Linked DNA regions of Zea mays: regions 1 and 2 are each linked to region 3. A link is a contact called in public Hi-C data. All regions are on one chromosome and are shown on one strand. Each heading gives the region's core, a stretch centred on a gene start, on an enhancer-like site or on the middle of the called end of the contact. The rest is flanking DNA. Distances are from core to core; before and after follow the strand shown.

Region 1 (2,700 bases), core at 149-2,648, 530 kb before region 3:
GGCTTATACTTCCATAAATCTTATATTTGCATAAAAATTATGTTAATTATAGCTCTGTAGAGAAAACCCCTTGCAGTAAATTTATCGGATGGACCACAACGGTGTGTATGACCGTGTGGTGTGATTTTCCTTAAGGATATGCCTTTGAGGTTTCTGGGACAAATTTCTTTCTAAGGTATGCTCTAGAGAGTTGTTTGTTGGAGAATTTTCTTACCGATGACGTCTGGAGAAGCAGCGATTTCTGGATGAAGGGGCTTTAGGCTGTCCGCAGTGGCGTGCGCTAAACAAAACGCTACGAACATACAGCTACACATCCAGTAAAAAACTGCTGCAGCGGATGACCCTACCAGCCACGCAAAGCATACGGAAGGCACGATGAACGCTACCTGTAGAGTTCGTCCCTTTTTACTCTAAATCTGTCCTTTTTGTCTCTGACGTGATTGGATGGCATGGGATGTGGCTGTATATGCTGTGGTGATGGTGAAAATAAATGATATAATATGTGGTAGTTGGTATAGGGTTGAGATATAGAGTAAATATGATTGCGAAGAATTGCGGTATAGAGTAGAGAATCTCGCTTACAGGGACAAGATATTCCATTTAGAGTAGAAATTTAGAGTTGTATGAGTGCGGATAGCCTTAGAGGCCTGATGGTGCTCCTCCCGCAGCCCAACATTGCTTTCTGCAACCCACCAGCAACCTTTTGTTTCTTGAGGCAAACGCAAGAGTGAGACAGCCTAGCGACGTCTATGGTGAGCGCTGCGACCTAAGCAGAGCGGCGACCATGGTCCTGTCCATCTCCTCCAGCGTTGATGAACGAGCCGGTGTGTGGGGTGCAGAGATGTGCAGCAGTCGTACGCACGTTGTCGCAGACCTGGCACGAGGCAGGCGTTTGCTAGGTGTGCCTGGAAGAGCAGGTTCGTACGAACATGGAGATCGTGGGTTGACACTTGACAGTTCCTTCCTTCAGACTTTGGTCTTCTCTATTTGAAAACCAAGCGCGCTAGTAGCCGCCGAGTTTTTTTTGCATTTTAGCCCTTTTTCGAAAAAAATCACGTTTAGATCCTAGAAAAATTTAATGTCAATTTTTTACTCTTTGCTCGGCGCCCTAGCCTATGGCGCCGATGTAACACAGCTCGACACCATAGTTTATGGCACCGAGACACCTGCTATACTGGCACAACCTCGACGTCGTGCTGCACATATCTTGGTATGGATCTCGGTTGTATAAAAAATTCGGCCGTCCTCCACTGCATGCATGTGCCGTGTCCGCTGGCGTTGTCGCGCCAGCCAATCCCTTTATTCGTTCGTCCGTGAGTGCGCGTCTGGTACATGCATGCATGCATGCATGCACACTGTCTGCTGCCGGCGTGCGTTTCGCTGCTCTGCTTCCATGCCATGCCAGCGCGAGGTGGGGTGTCGGTGTCAGTGGTGGAGTGGAGAGGTGGACAGACAGAGCGCTCGGGAGAGAGTGGTGGATCGGAGAGTGGTGGATCGGAGACAGAGTGCTGGCCTGTGGGCTGGCTGGCTGTCACGCAGCTGATGATAGGAGGGGTGTGTAGGGCAGTGTTACATCGAAGAAAAAGGGCGCCACGCCAGTACTGGCAGTACATACTATGATTTGTGGTCTCAGAGGCTCCTTTGCCAGTGGCTTTTCATTTCGCCACCAAAAGATCTACTCATTGCAACCCCCTGGCTGGTTCCCTTCACCAACAGCTTTCACCAGGCGAGCCTTCGCGTCAACATTTCTTTCTTTTTTTTTCTATTTTTCATCATGCCACATTGGATTTGTTTAGGTGTGAGATGTGAGAAAGAGCAGCCGTACGTTTTTTTCCACGGAACAATAGACACGGCACATGCATGCAGGGCAGGACGACCAAATTTTTTATACAACCGAGCTCGTCGCCAAGATCTGTGACGCTGAACTCGGTACCACGTTGGCGCCACGACGTCCGGATTGTACCAGCACAACAGTTATTTCGGTGTCATAGACTATGACGCCGAGCACATAGTCCAAAAATAACATTAAATTTTTCTAGGGTCCAAACGTGATTTTTTTCTAAAAAAGGGTCAAAATGCAAAAAAAAGTTTCGGTAGTAGCAGGTTGTCAGTAGTCTATGTGCATGGCAAGTGACTTCCTCTTTTTTTTTCTTTAATTATGTGATTAAAACATGTTTAATTCTCTCCCATCAAAAAGCTACGCGTGCACTAGCTATATATGTGTACACTTCGGTGCATGTGAAGTTGCATTTCTACGACATGCAAGCAAGCAAATGTGCAACGTACTTGTCCACGATTCTTCATTATGCCCATGCCATTAATTTGATTATTACTCAAATAAGTATTTTGTACTCTTAATACCGTGTGTGTGTATATATATATATATATATATATATATATATATATATATATATATATATATATATATATATATATATATATATATATATAGTTTATATATTAAGAGCCCTGTGCTTCCAATAATAGAGGAAGTCCAGGCTAGTCAATATGCATATTTGGTTGAACCAGACCTGGTCAGCATATACACAGTTACGATGCTGTTAACCCCTGTTTCTCCGTCAGCATCCCACGTCTCCCCCGTTTCCCGATTTCCAAAACCATCTTCGCGCAATCAACAGAGAGAAACCCGCGCGAGTCTGGGATTCCAGCTTCTGCATCCGCCGAACAGGAAGGAAACCC
Region 2 (2,700 bases), core at 82-2,581, 700 kb before region 3:
ACGGTGGTCTGTGACTTTTTGTAATGCGTTAGGAGCCTCCACACGAGGCCTGAGACAACAGCTGCTGCTGCAAGGTGCAAGAAACATTCGGAATAAATGGTGACTGAACCTTTGCTGATGCTTGGTATCGACACCGCCAGGAACCCTGCGAATGTTACTTTTGTCAGTTCAAGCGACGCTGGTTTATTATCACCGTCCGCCGCCGCACCACTCCTGCGGCTGCTGCTAACACCTGACGATTCTTCATCGCCGTTCGCGCTAGCAACCTGGTGGTTGTTGTTGCCATCATCCTTGCCGATAGCGACGTAGAAGACATACGCCATGAGGATCAGGAACGGAGCTGCTAGCAGAAGCAATGCTCGTAGTCCCATGAGTGGATACATGATGAAGAACATAGCCAGGGAGACGGCAAAACCCGTGAGGATATCAATGGTCTCTGTCAGATACCTCACGAGTCTGCGTGGAGGCATCGTCTCCACGAGCATTAAGCTCGCAGCAAAAACACAGACAACGAAGCTTGTGCCGATCGGCGTGGTAAGACGACCGCTGGAGCTGTTAATCTGACCCTCCAGAGCGAGGCCTTCCAGTCCCAGAAACAGAAGCGCAGTTATACCAACCAAGAAATCAAGCGAGCTCTCCAGTCTATCGCAGTACTCCATTTCAGCATCTCCTTGTCCCGCACGGGTTGTGAAGTGCATGACGGTACGAATCGCGGAGCAGAGTCCGACGAGGGCGCCGACCGCAGGGAACGCCCAGCTGTCTAGGATGAGATGTACGATCCAACAGGCAAGTGCCACTAAACATGTGCTGGATAAGGGTGCCAGCAACATGGTAGCAGCGTGTGGGGAACCTGAGGAGCTCCCATTATTATTGAAGAATCTCTTGGAGAGACAGCAGACGAGGTAGGGGCAAATACCGGCGACTAGAGTAACCGCTGCTACCACGAGCATGGTGGTCGGGACGGCACCACCATGCTCTTCGCTCTTCAGGTCAACCTTCTTCAGCGCTATCGCAAGAAGCACCGGGCAGACCATCACCACCACTCCTTCCGCGAAAGCACGGTAACGGTTCATCCATGCATCCTACAGAGCATGGAAAATATTACTACTATATAGGAATGGATCAAGTTGGATTTGTGTTCAAATCGTTAGAAGAAGATTGCAGAGTAAACTGAATGGAAGTTGGAATGAAACATCAAGTCAAGCAAATTTAAGATTTTACGAACTACGGTGCATACCATGGGATCTCTGGCAGCCATCAAAGCTTAACTTGGCGAGGTCGTGGTACCTCCGCAACTGACGACCACACGCAGACAGAGAACGGAGAAGCTGCGGGGCCTGGAATGGAGCTGCGTCTCTTCTGCTCGAATGTTGGCTGTTTAAACTATAGCCTTGCAGAAACTTGTAAGCAGCTTCGCCGCTTCAGCATACGGTGGTCGACGAATTTAATTTACACTTAACGCGTAAGCAAATAACACGGATCACACAGAAAAAGCGGCAGCAAAGACTTGTTTTTAGTGAAGTCAACGTCCACGGTCGTGGAAGCAATAATTGGGAAACCGAGTATGATTGGTCTCTTAGGCCATCTGGGTAGTCTACCCAAAGTTTAACAAAAAAACACTGTTTTACAATATAGATTATACTGTTCGTATAGTAGAATTTGAATATGTATATTGGGATGATTATACTGCTGGAGATAGCCTTAGAATTAATCTTCACCAGTTGGCCCAACGTCCAACTGAGTTCTACCTCATGCTATGACCGGGAGGCCATTTTGCACTCGGCAAAAACTTTGCCAATTGTTACACTTGACAAATATTTTATCGTTAAAGGATTCTTTATCGAGTACTTTTTAGACATTCTGCAAAAACTTTGTCGTATATAAAAAAAAATTCGGCAAAGAAAAAACACTATTTGCCGAGTGTTGCCGAGTGTTAAAAAACACTAGGCAAAGAAACTCTTTGTTGAGTGTCAAAAATAAAACACTCGACAAAGAGTATTTTTTCTTTGCCGAGTGTTTTATTTTACCAAGGATTTTTTGCCTGTCACTTGGCAAAGAGCTTCTTTGTCGAGTGCCCAAAAGAAAACACTCGGTAAAACATTTAACACTCGGCAAAGAGTCGAATTCCAGTAGTGAATCCAAGAAGAAGCTAGTGGATCCCTGTTGCGCAGCCCTATAAATAGAGAGGTGAGAGGCCGACGAGAAGCACGAGGTTCATAGTAGCTACTGTCTATGTTCTTCACCTCAAACCCTAGACCGATCTACAGGGTGGGTTGCTAGCAACAGGTAGTCCACCACCAATGTCAAACTCGCTTCCACATTCATCAGCGAAGATCTATGCTAGGGCAGCGACGGTTGGGGAAGCGAGTTCGACATTGGCGGTGGACTTCCCGTTGCTAACAACCCACCCTATAGATAGCCAGGGTTTGAGGTGGGGAACTGAGACGGTAGCTACTGCAAACCTCATGCTTCTCGTTGGTCTCCCACATCTCTATTTATACGGTTGGACGCCCCCAATCAAAGCGCGAGGTCAGGGCCCAGTTGGACGTTGGGCCAACTGGTGGAGATCAATTCTAACATTCCCCGACCCCTTGATCTCATCTTATACTTTCAACTTTATACCTTTTAAATTCTTTATGTATTCCACTACAGATTGGTGTATAGAGCATGCTTTGTCATCATGATCAATTGTCGATAGAC
Region 3 (2,700 bases), core at 58-2,557:
GGCAGAAGTCAGGTGTTGTTTGGTTCACATTTTGTAACGTAAATAGTAATGATAATGATTCAAACTTGAGTAACGGCGGTAACAAGTTTGAATAGGCCGGTATCCATTTCTAGTGTGGTATTCGATTACGGTTGGACTTAAACAAACATCATTTAACGTTATCGGTTACCCATTACGTTACCAACATCTGAACCAAACGGCACCTCAGTTCCTTTTGGAGTCCAGCAAGTGGTTCATTTGAAGTTAATTATTTCCAAAACAAGTAAGCACAGTAATTTATACTACTACTAGGAGTGTATGGTTGCAATTTAAGTGTGATCATCTATAGAGAAATTTGCAACATTTGTGACAACAAATAGGTATAATATGAAAATATATGTTACATGATGAATCTAATGATCTTATTTTGTAATGTAAACACAAGTATTCTAGTGTACATATTTTTATCAACATTAAGATTTAGATAGTTTGACTTAAGACAAATGTAGAACATCAAGTTATTTTGGGACAGAGACTACTAGATAGTAAGAACAAGAAACTGATCGTTGTGGGCATAATCACTGTGTTTAGTTGTCTTATCACATATCTTTCCTCAATTTATAATGTAAATAAATCCTCAAAAGTCAATACCACAATTTAGTGACAGAGGGAGAGGCGTTCGAATGAATAAAGTGGCCGAGTGATTCGCCGAGAGATAAAAGTTGGCTGACATGGTGGCAATAAATGAAGAACCGAAAAGGTGGCAAGAAATAAAAGAAGGCTGACATGGTGGAAGCAGTGGCAGAGCCAGACGAGGTGCACGTCGGGCGGCGGCACCAGCATCGCCGCCTCTCCTCCTACGCCTGCTTTCTCCGCCGCGAGCGGCATCCACAGCTCCTCGTACCTCCGCACGGACCGCGGGCCCACCCCGGCCGGCGCCGCGCGGAGGAAGAGCAGCAGCCGGCGCGCGGCGGCCGCGAGGTCCACGGAGAAGGCGGAGGGGACCTCCTTCCCGCCGAGGCCCGAGGCGGAGGACATGGCCGCGCCGGCGGCGGCGGGCTCCGGCGCTTGCACTGCACAGACTAGAGAAAGCACACGCCTTCCTCGCTGCTCTCGGGAGTGGGGTGGGATTCCTTGTCGTCAGCTAATTGATGGGCGGATGCGTAGAAGCGCAGAGGACTGCAGAGTGGTTGGTAGTCAAAAGGCCTGGTGCAGCCGACGACGAGGCGCACGACAGGGCCAGGGCTGGCCAGCGCATCAGTCATCATGGAACAGGGCCGGCCGGCCACTTTGGTTAACGTTTGGCGGAGAGTGATTGATGCACGCACTTATGATTAAGGTGCGGTCCGGCCGTCGTTGTAGTGGTTGACACCTGCCCCGGCTTCTGCAGTGCTACGACCACGCCAAACGCAATGCGTTGCACTAGCACTAGGAATTTACACAGGCATCACTTCTATAGATATAATAATTATGAATAACGATTTCATATCCAGAAACAGCACACGTCAAAAGTATTTGTATAATAAGTTTTGACCTTCGTTAATCCTAACACAATGTCTGAAGTACTCCCACATCTTTATCATGAAAATTTACAATTTACTTTGTACCAAAAACAGCACATATCGAAGGTATTTGTATAGGTCTTGGCTTGTGTTGATCATGGTACAATGTTTCATAATACAATGTCTAGAATACTCCCACGCCTTCACAATAAAAGTTTACAATATACTCTGTACACAACTAGTAATTATACTATAATTAGTATTGTTTTCGTCTAAGCGTGGCAGAACCTCCTAAGTTATATGGCCCACATGCATCTATCTTTGTCCCGAAAACCTCAAACGGCTATGCATATGTACCAGATAACTTAAGGGTGTGTTTGGTTGCGAGACAACCAGGATAGGGACGTCCCCTGGCGTCCCCTCTCATCCCTCCAATTTTGAGGGACAATTGGGGACAACACTGAGATAGTCATGTCCTAACTCTTGATTCTGAACCAAACAACCTTATTTGAAAGATCGTCCCATCCCGTCATGTTTTGTCATTGCAACTAAACACACCCTAAAAGAACATGTTCGAGTGTCACGGGGGCCTCGGATGAACAACTTACAATCAAGATCACAAGATTAAGCAAACATAAATCACATACTGAAGTTTTGCAGCTTGATTCATATTACAAAGGGCTTACAAAGTACAATCTTGGAGTGATTAAAAATTTTATTTAAAGTAATATATCCTTGAATAATATAAATACGATTATGTGTTTGAATTGCATGCTAGCTCAAATGACAATCCTCGAAAAGAAATACAAACGAGATACTTATACGAGAAGGTCGAGCCCACCTGCACTTAGCATTATCCACAACAGAACAAAACCATTACCCGCAACAACATGGTGGGATATAATTATGAGTACGCAAGTATTCTACAAGACTTACCAGACTAAAGAAAAGACTAAAATGGCATGCAGGCTTGGGGACTCAAGGAGAGGCATTTATTAAGAATCAAACTTCATTATTTTGAGGAAGAGCTTACTAAAAAGTGAATCTTAATTTCAATATTTTAGCTCAAAATTATGTTCTTAGCAAAAATCTAGATTTGCTCCTAATGTAAAACATTCACTTCAACAAGCATCAAGATCTCATTATTTCATATACCAACAAGTCCCATTATTGAAACTACGATGAGTGGTCAGTGGGTCGAGTCTCCATGACCGAGGAG

What was found. Hi-C and Micro-C count contacts between places; a contact is called where the count stands out from the background.
Region 1: a contact with region 3 is called in a Hi-C map of ear, with 3 times the contacts expected there. The contact joins the enhancer-like site here to the promoter of LOC100192913 in region 3. A contact is called at or near these places in 2 of 25 Hi-C or Micro-C datasets (ear and tassel).
Region 2: a Hi-C map of leaf shows a contact between it and region 3, with 5 times the contacts expected there. The contact joins the promoter of LOC100192940 here to the promoter of LOC100192913 in region 3. A contact is called at or near these places in 4 of 25 Hi-C or Micro-C datasets (bundle sheath, ear, leaf and 1 more).

The regions. Positions count from the first base shown.
Region 1 is chr3:65,810,058-65,812,757 of Zm-B73-REFERENCE-NAM-5.0, forward strand. No RefSeq gene overlaps it. Among protein-coding and RNA genes, the nearest start is that of LOC100193175, 95 kb to the right of the region's middle. Within about 2 kb of position 1,399, at least 18 of the 20 cell types and tissues checked have an H3K27ac peak or open chromatin away from gene starts, as enhancers often do. A contact at or near this core is called in ear and tassel, where this site is marked.
Region 2 is chr3:65,639,069-65,641,768 of Zm-B73-REFERENCE-NAM-5.0, forward strand. It overlaps LOC100192940, which reads right to left and starts at 1,332. Exons shown (of 2, transcript NM_001138121.1): 1 at 1,238-1,332; 2 at 1-1,082. The coding sequence starts at 1,258.
Region 3 is chr3:66,339,632-66,342,331 of Zm-B73-REFERENCE-NAM-5.0, forward strand. LOC100192913 reads right to left here and starts at 1,308. Exons shown (of 7, transcript XM_020549461.2): 1 at 766-1,308. The coding sequence starts at 1,017.